2 separate regions of the Rattus norvegicus genome follow, and region 1 is linked to region 2. Evidence: chromatin contacts called from public Hi-C data. All regions are on one chromosome and are shown on one strand. Each heading gives the region's core, a stretch centred on a gene start, on an enhancer-like site or on the middle of the called end of the contact. The rest is flanking DNA. Distances are from core to core; before and after follow the strand shown.

The links. Hi-C and Micro-C count contacts between places; a contact is called where the count stands out from the background.
Region 1: a Hi-C map of the A7r5 cell line shows a contact between it and region 2, with 1.7 times the contacts expected there. The contact joins the enhancer-like site here to the promoter of Lrrc8d in region 2. A contact is called at or near these places in 5 of 12 Hi-C or Micro-C datasets (the A7r5 cell line, frontal cortex, kidney and 1 more).

What each region holds. Positions count from the first base shown.
Region 1 is chr14:4,439,094-4,442,721 of GRCr8, forward strand. No RefSeq gene overlaps it. Among named protein-coding and RNA genes, the nearest start is that of Lrrc8d, 91 kb to the left of the region's middle. Within about 2 kb of position 1,353, at least 77 of the 93 cell types and tissues checked have an H3K27ac peak or open chromatin away from gene starts, as enhancers often do. A contact at or near this core is called in the A7r5 cell line and kidney, where this site is marked.
Region 2 is chr14:4,348,373-4,351,941 of GRCr8, forward strand. Lrrc8d (leucine rich repeat containing 8 VRAC subunit D) reads right to left here and starts at 1,864. Exons shown (of 2, transcript NM_001008338.1): 1 at 1,691-1,864. The coding sequence starts at 1,694.

The DNA.
Region 1 (3,628 bases), core at 103-2,602, 90 kb after region 2:
CAGTTCGGCGAGGACGCCCAACACTTGGGTGTCCTATCTCTTGCCTTCTCCCTTCTGCTCCCATTTCTTTACCCTGCTGTTTCTTTCCAGCAATCATACCTCCCCACTTTCTGCCACACACACACCCCAGCTGCGAGGGAACCTCGAGACCTTACACCCCAACCCTCTCCAGAGGGGACCTACCTCTCCTCCCCTCGACCTGAAGCAGTTCTCCTTCACTGCGGATGGCTTAAAAAGAAAAATCAAAGAACAACAACAAAAAAATCTCATTTCCTTATCTGTTAGGGATACCCCGCATAAAGGGCGACAGAAAGAGAGAGTCCCCCATCGACCCTCTAGTAACTGGAGGCAACAGTTCTCTGGGAAGGCACCCCAGTTCTCTTTTTCAAGCCCCTAAACCAGAATCCAGCAGAAGTCCCTTTCCCAAGAGCCCACGCTTCCAAACAAGCTAGAAGCGGATTATACCGGTACCCAACCCGGAGATGGCCCGCGGCGCGCAGGGTGCACCTGCGGCCCCAGTGCCCTCCCCCCGGGCGCGGAGGGCGGGGCGCAGGGATCCCCTCCCTTCCCCGCCCCAGCCCGCGAACACCCCGCGCGGCCCACCGGGAGCGGGTCGGAGGCGGATAGGGAAGCGTTTCTGCAGAAGTTCAAGGGCTCCTCTCGCCGGCTCCCGGCCAACCAGGCCAGACACCAAACACCCACCTCCGGGAAGACTCGGAGTCGCCGCGATAGGCAATCTCCGCCCCTGCGATCGCGCGCACGGAGGCCGAGGCGGGAGCGCGGCAGCCGGCACCCGGCCCGCGCAGGGCCCAAAGCGGAACAATGTCCCGGCACAGGGTGGGGGACTTGATCGCACTCCCCGCCCCGGGGTTCCGAAGCCCTCCCGAGTTCTCGATCGCGGCCCCGGGGGCAGACCGTGCTCCTCCGCGGCGCCGCGCGCGGAGAGGCCGGACGCCTGCGCGTCCCGGGGCCGCTTTACCTGCGCCCTCCCCGCTAGGGTGGACCGACGCGCACCCACCTTCGCGGGCAGCCCGGGCCGCGCGTGCCGGAGCTTAGGCGGAGGCGGGAGGCGGCGGCATCACCTGCGGCGGGCGGCGGCTGCACCGGGACGCGCCCCGGAGGCGCGCGGCGCCCTGGACCCTGAGTCCGCGGCCCCGCCCGCGGCTGCCACCTCGAAGCGCGGCGGAGGAGCCGGGGCACCCCGGGCGGCGGCAGCGGCGGCGACGGGAGCAGCAGCACATGACTCTGTAACGAGGGGAATTAGACAAAGCGTAACATGGACTCCGGGCCCGTGCAGGCGCCGCAGCTCTGGGACCAACCGCAGCCTGCGAGCGCCGCGACTGGCCGGGTCGCAGCCAATGGGGCGGGCCCGGGCCTCCATGTGATTGCCTGCGCTGTGCCCGCGCGCCCCGCCGCGCCTGCCTAGGGGTCTGTCCGGCTGGCCAGAGGGACTGGGTGGCGGGGAGGTGGCCGGGATGCTGGACTGACTGCTTGAAGCTCAGCAGGTGCACCGGGCGGAGAAGAATGGCTGCCAAACGTCGCCGGAGGCGCAGGGCATATCTCCTCCAAGCGCACCTGGGCAGGGCATGGTGCCAGGCTGGCTGTTCCCCTGTAGCAACCGGGTTGGGCGGGGAAGCTTCGTCCGTGCTGCAGTTTCAGGAGGCTATTCTGACCACTAGGAGCCGATGAGGTTGGGAGAACGGGTGCCGGATTGGCATTTAAAAGTCACCCAGTGCTTTCCAACCGGGAGAAAGCAATTACCTGGGATTTAGGGCACGTGCTACTAACTCAATCTCTGCGCGAACCGCTACCTCAGCTATCAGAGCCGTATCTCGCAGGTTTTGTTTTCAGCTGAATCAGGACCTCCCCTGTCTCAAGCCTTTAAACCAAAAACGTCGTGCGTACGAAACAGGCACTTGGGAAGTTGTTCTAAAAAGTTTCCCAACTTGATTAGCTTTCCTGTGGTTTTTGTTCCTGTACAGGTGAAGTTTTATTAGTGTCTTTTTTTTTTCTTTTTCCTCCGTAGAGAGATGAGGGCCAGGACACCGCAGGATAATTATTTTGGTTCAATCAAAGCAAATGATTCCTCCCCATACTTAAGTATCTCCTTTCATCCGAAATCCCGTGTTTCTTGAAACTATGAGAAGTCATGCCCAAAAAGATGCCCTCAAGATTCATTTATCATCCAACGCTCTTGAGGAGCCAGCGCCACGAAGGTATCTAGGAAGGCCTAGGTCCTACAGAGAAACAATAAAGAGAATGTTTTTCTGTGCTCCCAGATGGTGACAGTTGCCCCTAAAAGGTGGGAATAGAACTCCTAGACTGGGAGGAGGCCAGCCTTGGGGCCCACGCCCTCCCGCTGAGCAGCCCCAGGCAGTTTAAAATGGAGCCTCTGCCTTCTGTTTCCTTCCGGGACCCTCCCGGAGCGCAGCCTCTCCAATTCCCTACACCCTGCCAAGGAGGAAGTGCGTGGGCAGCCAATGTGTGGCAGGTGATCTAATTACAGTCCTGGTTTTGCTGATCTAGGAGGTTAGAGGTTTTTATGCTCCTGACAGCTAGTGATGTGATGACTGGATGGACAATTCCCTGCTGTTACAGTCAGTTTAGAAAAGTTTCTCCCTTTGCAGAACGGCTACTTGCCTTTTCTGTCTTCTCTATCTCTCTCTCTCTTTTTTTTTTTTTTTAGCTGATTCTAGAGTTGGCTTTTGTTTAATGTTTTTATTATTGGTATAAATTAAAAGCTCAGGCCTGTTGTAATCTCAGCACTACAGTGGATAAGGATAAGGATCAAGATTATCCTGGGCTCCATACCCAGTTTCAGTCCTGTCTCAAAAACCACTCTCACCCACCCCCCCCCCAAAAAAAGCATTGATACAAATTTAAAAAGCAAAGAACTGATGTTAAGGCAACCAGTCTGTGCACACACCGCAGAGAGAAAGAACACATTGTCACACTCCGAATATGAGATTAAGTTTGACATTTCAGAGACAAATTCTTCTGAAATACAATTTGGAAATTATGTTTTTTGTTCTTGAGATCAGGTCCCCTCGATCTAGGGGCTAGGCTGACCTTGAACTCACAGTGTATCTGGAACTCCTGATCTCACCTCCAGCTCCTGCTGAAGTTGCTGGAGAGTGAGTCACCAGGCCCAGCCAAAACATGAAAAAAATTTTTTTAATTTATTTTTAGTTATGTGTCTGCCTGGGGTTCTGTACAAGTGAGAGCAAGAGCCCATGGAAGCCAGAGTTGTTGGATCTGCCTGGAGTTACAGGTGGCAGGGAGCTGCCTGACACTGAGAATCAGACCAGTCCTCTTCAAAAAAAATTACTAAGCCATCTCCCCAGACCCTCAATGTGGACGTTTTCGTTTTGTTTGAGACAGGTTTTCTCTACACAGCACTGCCTGTCCTGGAACTCACAGAGATCTTCCTGCCTCTGCCATCCAGGTGCTGGGATTAAAGTCATGTGACCATTTTCGAATACACAGTTCCACACCTAGGAATTTTTGCTTTCAGTACATGTATGCAAAAATTATATGTGTCAAAAATATTTACCAGTGGCATCCAGAGACACAGCTTAACTGGTAGAGAGTTTACCTAGTGTGCAGTAAGTTTGGGATTTGATCTCAA
Region 2 (3,569 bases), core at 614-3,113:
TTCTTACTACTGAAGAGGCAAGTGTGGCCACCCAACCGAAGTCTAGGCAGTTAAGCAAAATTATTTTCATTAGTTTTTTTCTGCTGTGTCTGAGAGCTTTGCCTGTATGCATGTATGGTATCACGCGTGTGCAGGGGCCAGCAAGAGGTCATGTGAGCATCGGGCTCATGTAAGATATCATGTGCATGCTGGGGTCTGAACCCAGGTTCTCTGCCGGAGAAGCCATCTCTCTGACAGAGATTAGGTCATTTCCATTTTTCTCTCAATGAGAGTTATTTGGATTGTTATCAAAACGTCATGATGGTATGGTAATTGTCAGATGAAACAGGTTGTATCCAGATCAAATTAAACTTCTATAAATCAAACTGGATGTTTTAATTGGCAGCGTTAGCAGCACTCAACACACCAAAGGATTCTGTATTTAATATTTAATGTATTAAACATCACTCACCCATTGGCCTTAAACCAAAATCAACACTTCCTGACTCCAGGGGCCTGTGGTTTTGTTTTTTGGTTTTTTTTTCCTTAGTCAATAATACTTAGGTTCAAAATCAAAATCCATCACTGAAACCCACTGCTGAGAAAGAACTTATCAGAATTCTAAAAGAATAAAGAAGTGTGTGTGTGTGTGCACATGCGTGCATATTTATCATACTCTTATTAATATTTTTGAAAGAACATATTTTTTATTCAAAAGGTTATTCTTAATGCTTTATATAAATATGTCCACAGGAAATGAAGCAAATTAATTCAAGCTATGATTCATCATAATTTACACGTTTCTTGGTCAGGGCATTAGACTAATCCACCCAGTGCCACAAATCAGAAGGCACGGTGACAGAATAAGATACATTTGCAAGTTATGTGCAGTTGTGCACACATTTAATTCCAGCACTCGGGAAGCTGAGGCAGCAGGACCATGATCTGAAAAGCGATCTTGGCTACACAGGGAGAGACGCTATCTCAAAGACAAAACAATAATATAAAACCGGGTACGCAGGAAAGCCTGTAATTCAGTACTCATGAGACACACACTGGAAGAATGCCCCTGAGTTTGAGGTCAGCCTGCTCTACAGTAGCCCCACAAAAACATAGGCCAACAACACAGAAGAAGCCAAAGAGTTGTTTCCAGGCCAACCTGGGCTACATAGTCAGACTCTATCTCAAACAAACCAACAAAATCATAAGTAAATAAATTCCCAAATGTTTGGTGGACAAACTTGATAGAATACATGTACCCCAAGACTTTGTACAGACGTGTGAAGCCAGGCAGCCACGCCAGCCCGCTTTTAAGCAGCACAGTGGTGACACAGTCGTAAGTAGATGTTAGTCGAGGACAGTGCTCAACCCTGAGTGATCCGATGCAAATCAGTAAGTCTGTAGTGAACACAGCTCAGCAAAACAGATGAAAATGACTCCTTCAGTCTTTCTGTCCTGTGTTTAATTATACTACATGATGGACGGTCTGGTGTGCCTGGTGTCCTCAGACTCCCCGAGAGTCACACACGAACCCAGTCCCAAGGTGTCTTGAGTGTCCTGCCCTTTGTAATTAAATGTCAGACAATGCACGTCGTCCATTTACAGGAAGGAGACTTTTAAAAGCCAAAAGCCAACCAACATCCCTTGTACAGTAGCCCCACAACAACGCAGGCTGACCTGTGTCCCCATGACTCTTACAGGGTAAACCTACCCATGATCCAAGCTCAATTTCCAGCAGGAGGAGGAGAGTCCCAGCATAATTCTTGCCGTGAGTCTACATAGACTGCTGCCGGGTCTAAGGCAAGGTCACCTAATGTCTCCGAGCCTTAGATCCCTCATGTGGGAGACGATGCCTGAATAGGGACGGACCTGCAGTCACCTTCGTGGGCTCAAACTGTAACTCCCAATGTGTCTTAGCAAAGCCTTCTGTCCCACTGCACGGCTGAGTTAACAGGGCCACCTCTGAGTTTCCACACTTCATCGCCCGCAGTTCATTAACGTGAACGCACTAGGCTCTAACTGCTGTTCATTCAACGAACTGAGCCATTTCAGAGGAAAGAGCGTGTCTTACTGGTCTCTGCATATTTAGTATCTGTTTCTGGCTGCCCTGGACACAAGACACACGACAAATGGCTATAAAATAAATTCTCTGAATCACAGCGTCAAAAACAACATGCCATTTCCCTTTGTTGGGTGGGGGCAGGGGGCTGGTGCTCTAAGGATTTACTGGCCTCCTCACGAAACATTTTTAGTTTAAAAAAAACATCGGGCTCCCGTGGATGATATAACGTTAAGAAAAATTTAGTACATTTTAAGGAGCAAGTCCACGTGAATGACAGAAGCAACCCGTTCCCAGTTCCCGGTATGTAAGATCCCAGGACCTCTGTGCACCGCTGCCTTGTGACTCACCTTGGAGAGCTGTTACCATTTGCCTACCACTCCCTGTGCGTGGGGACGAATCCCACCATGGTCACTTCTAACAACTCAACTATTCGGAAGAAATAAGTGAGCTCACTAGGACAGAACCTGGAAAAAACTAAACCACTTGGGCGGGGGGGGGGGGTCGGGGAGTGTTGGAGGAGATTAGAACTGTTTTCTAACAAAGCCGCGTAATTTAAGGAGGAGGTTACATCAGGCCGAGGCAAACAGGGAAGGGGGTAAAAGATGTCTTTGGCTTGGCCGTGTTTAGTTTTCAAGTTCTGAAGCAGAGGCTTATGCAGTACTTGTCTGCCCTTCTGTTTTTATTCTTGCTTGAGGCTCATCCCCGGTGATTAGGAACCAAAGTGGTAAGAAAGGTTATGGCTCGGGGCTGGGGACTTAGCTCAGTGGTAGAGCGCTTGCCTAGGAAGCGCAAGGTCCTGGGTTCGGTCCCCAGCTCCGAAAAAAAAAAAAAAAAAAAGAAAGGTTATGGCTCTCTGGCCCATGAGCAGAGTGGCAGACGGGAAGCCTGGCACCTCCAAGAAGGACGAAGCTTTTGAAACACTTTGTGTTCTCAATGCCAGGTCACAGCAGTCTTTCTGCATGAGCAAATGCTGGCAGGTTGGGCTGGAGAGGTGTAGGTTACCCACCGGGTGTTTCTTGTAACCTGAATTCAGCCGAGCAGGTCTTCCCCTCAAATCCGCTCCCTGTCTACACGAACCCCCAGAGACCTGCACAAAAGAGCTGTTTGACCAGCAGAACGCTCACTCAGGCAGGAAAGGCAAACTGAATTCGGCTTGGGAGTCCTAGCCAGCAAGGCAGAACCGAGATGACTCAGCAGGCTGGGGCTGTGACCCTGAACTGGGGGGAGCCCTTTACCCAGTGCCTGCTACAGATGCTTGTGCACGGACTGGTCTCAACCCGGAGCCCACCTGAGGACAGCACGTAGCAAAACCTGGCACAATACACAGGTTTTTCTCATGGGAGTCAGCCCTTGGTCCTGGGTGGCACGCAGCTACCAAAGGTTTGGCTGAAGAACATCAGCCAAGAGCCCAGGCAGATAGATACCCAACCAGTGCCTGTCCGGTCAAACTGCAGTCCTGAGACAGGACTCAGATGCCAAGAACAGGGGAGGTGGGGGTTGGGGTGTGTCTGTGTGGTTCTGGTGGTTA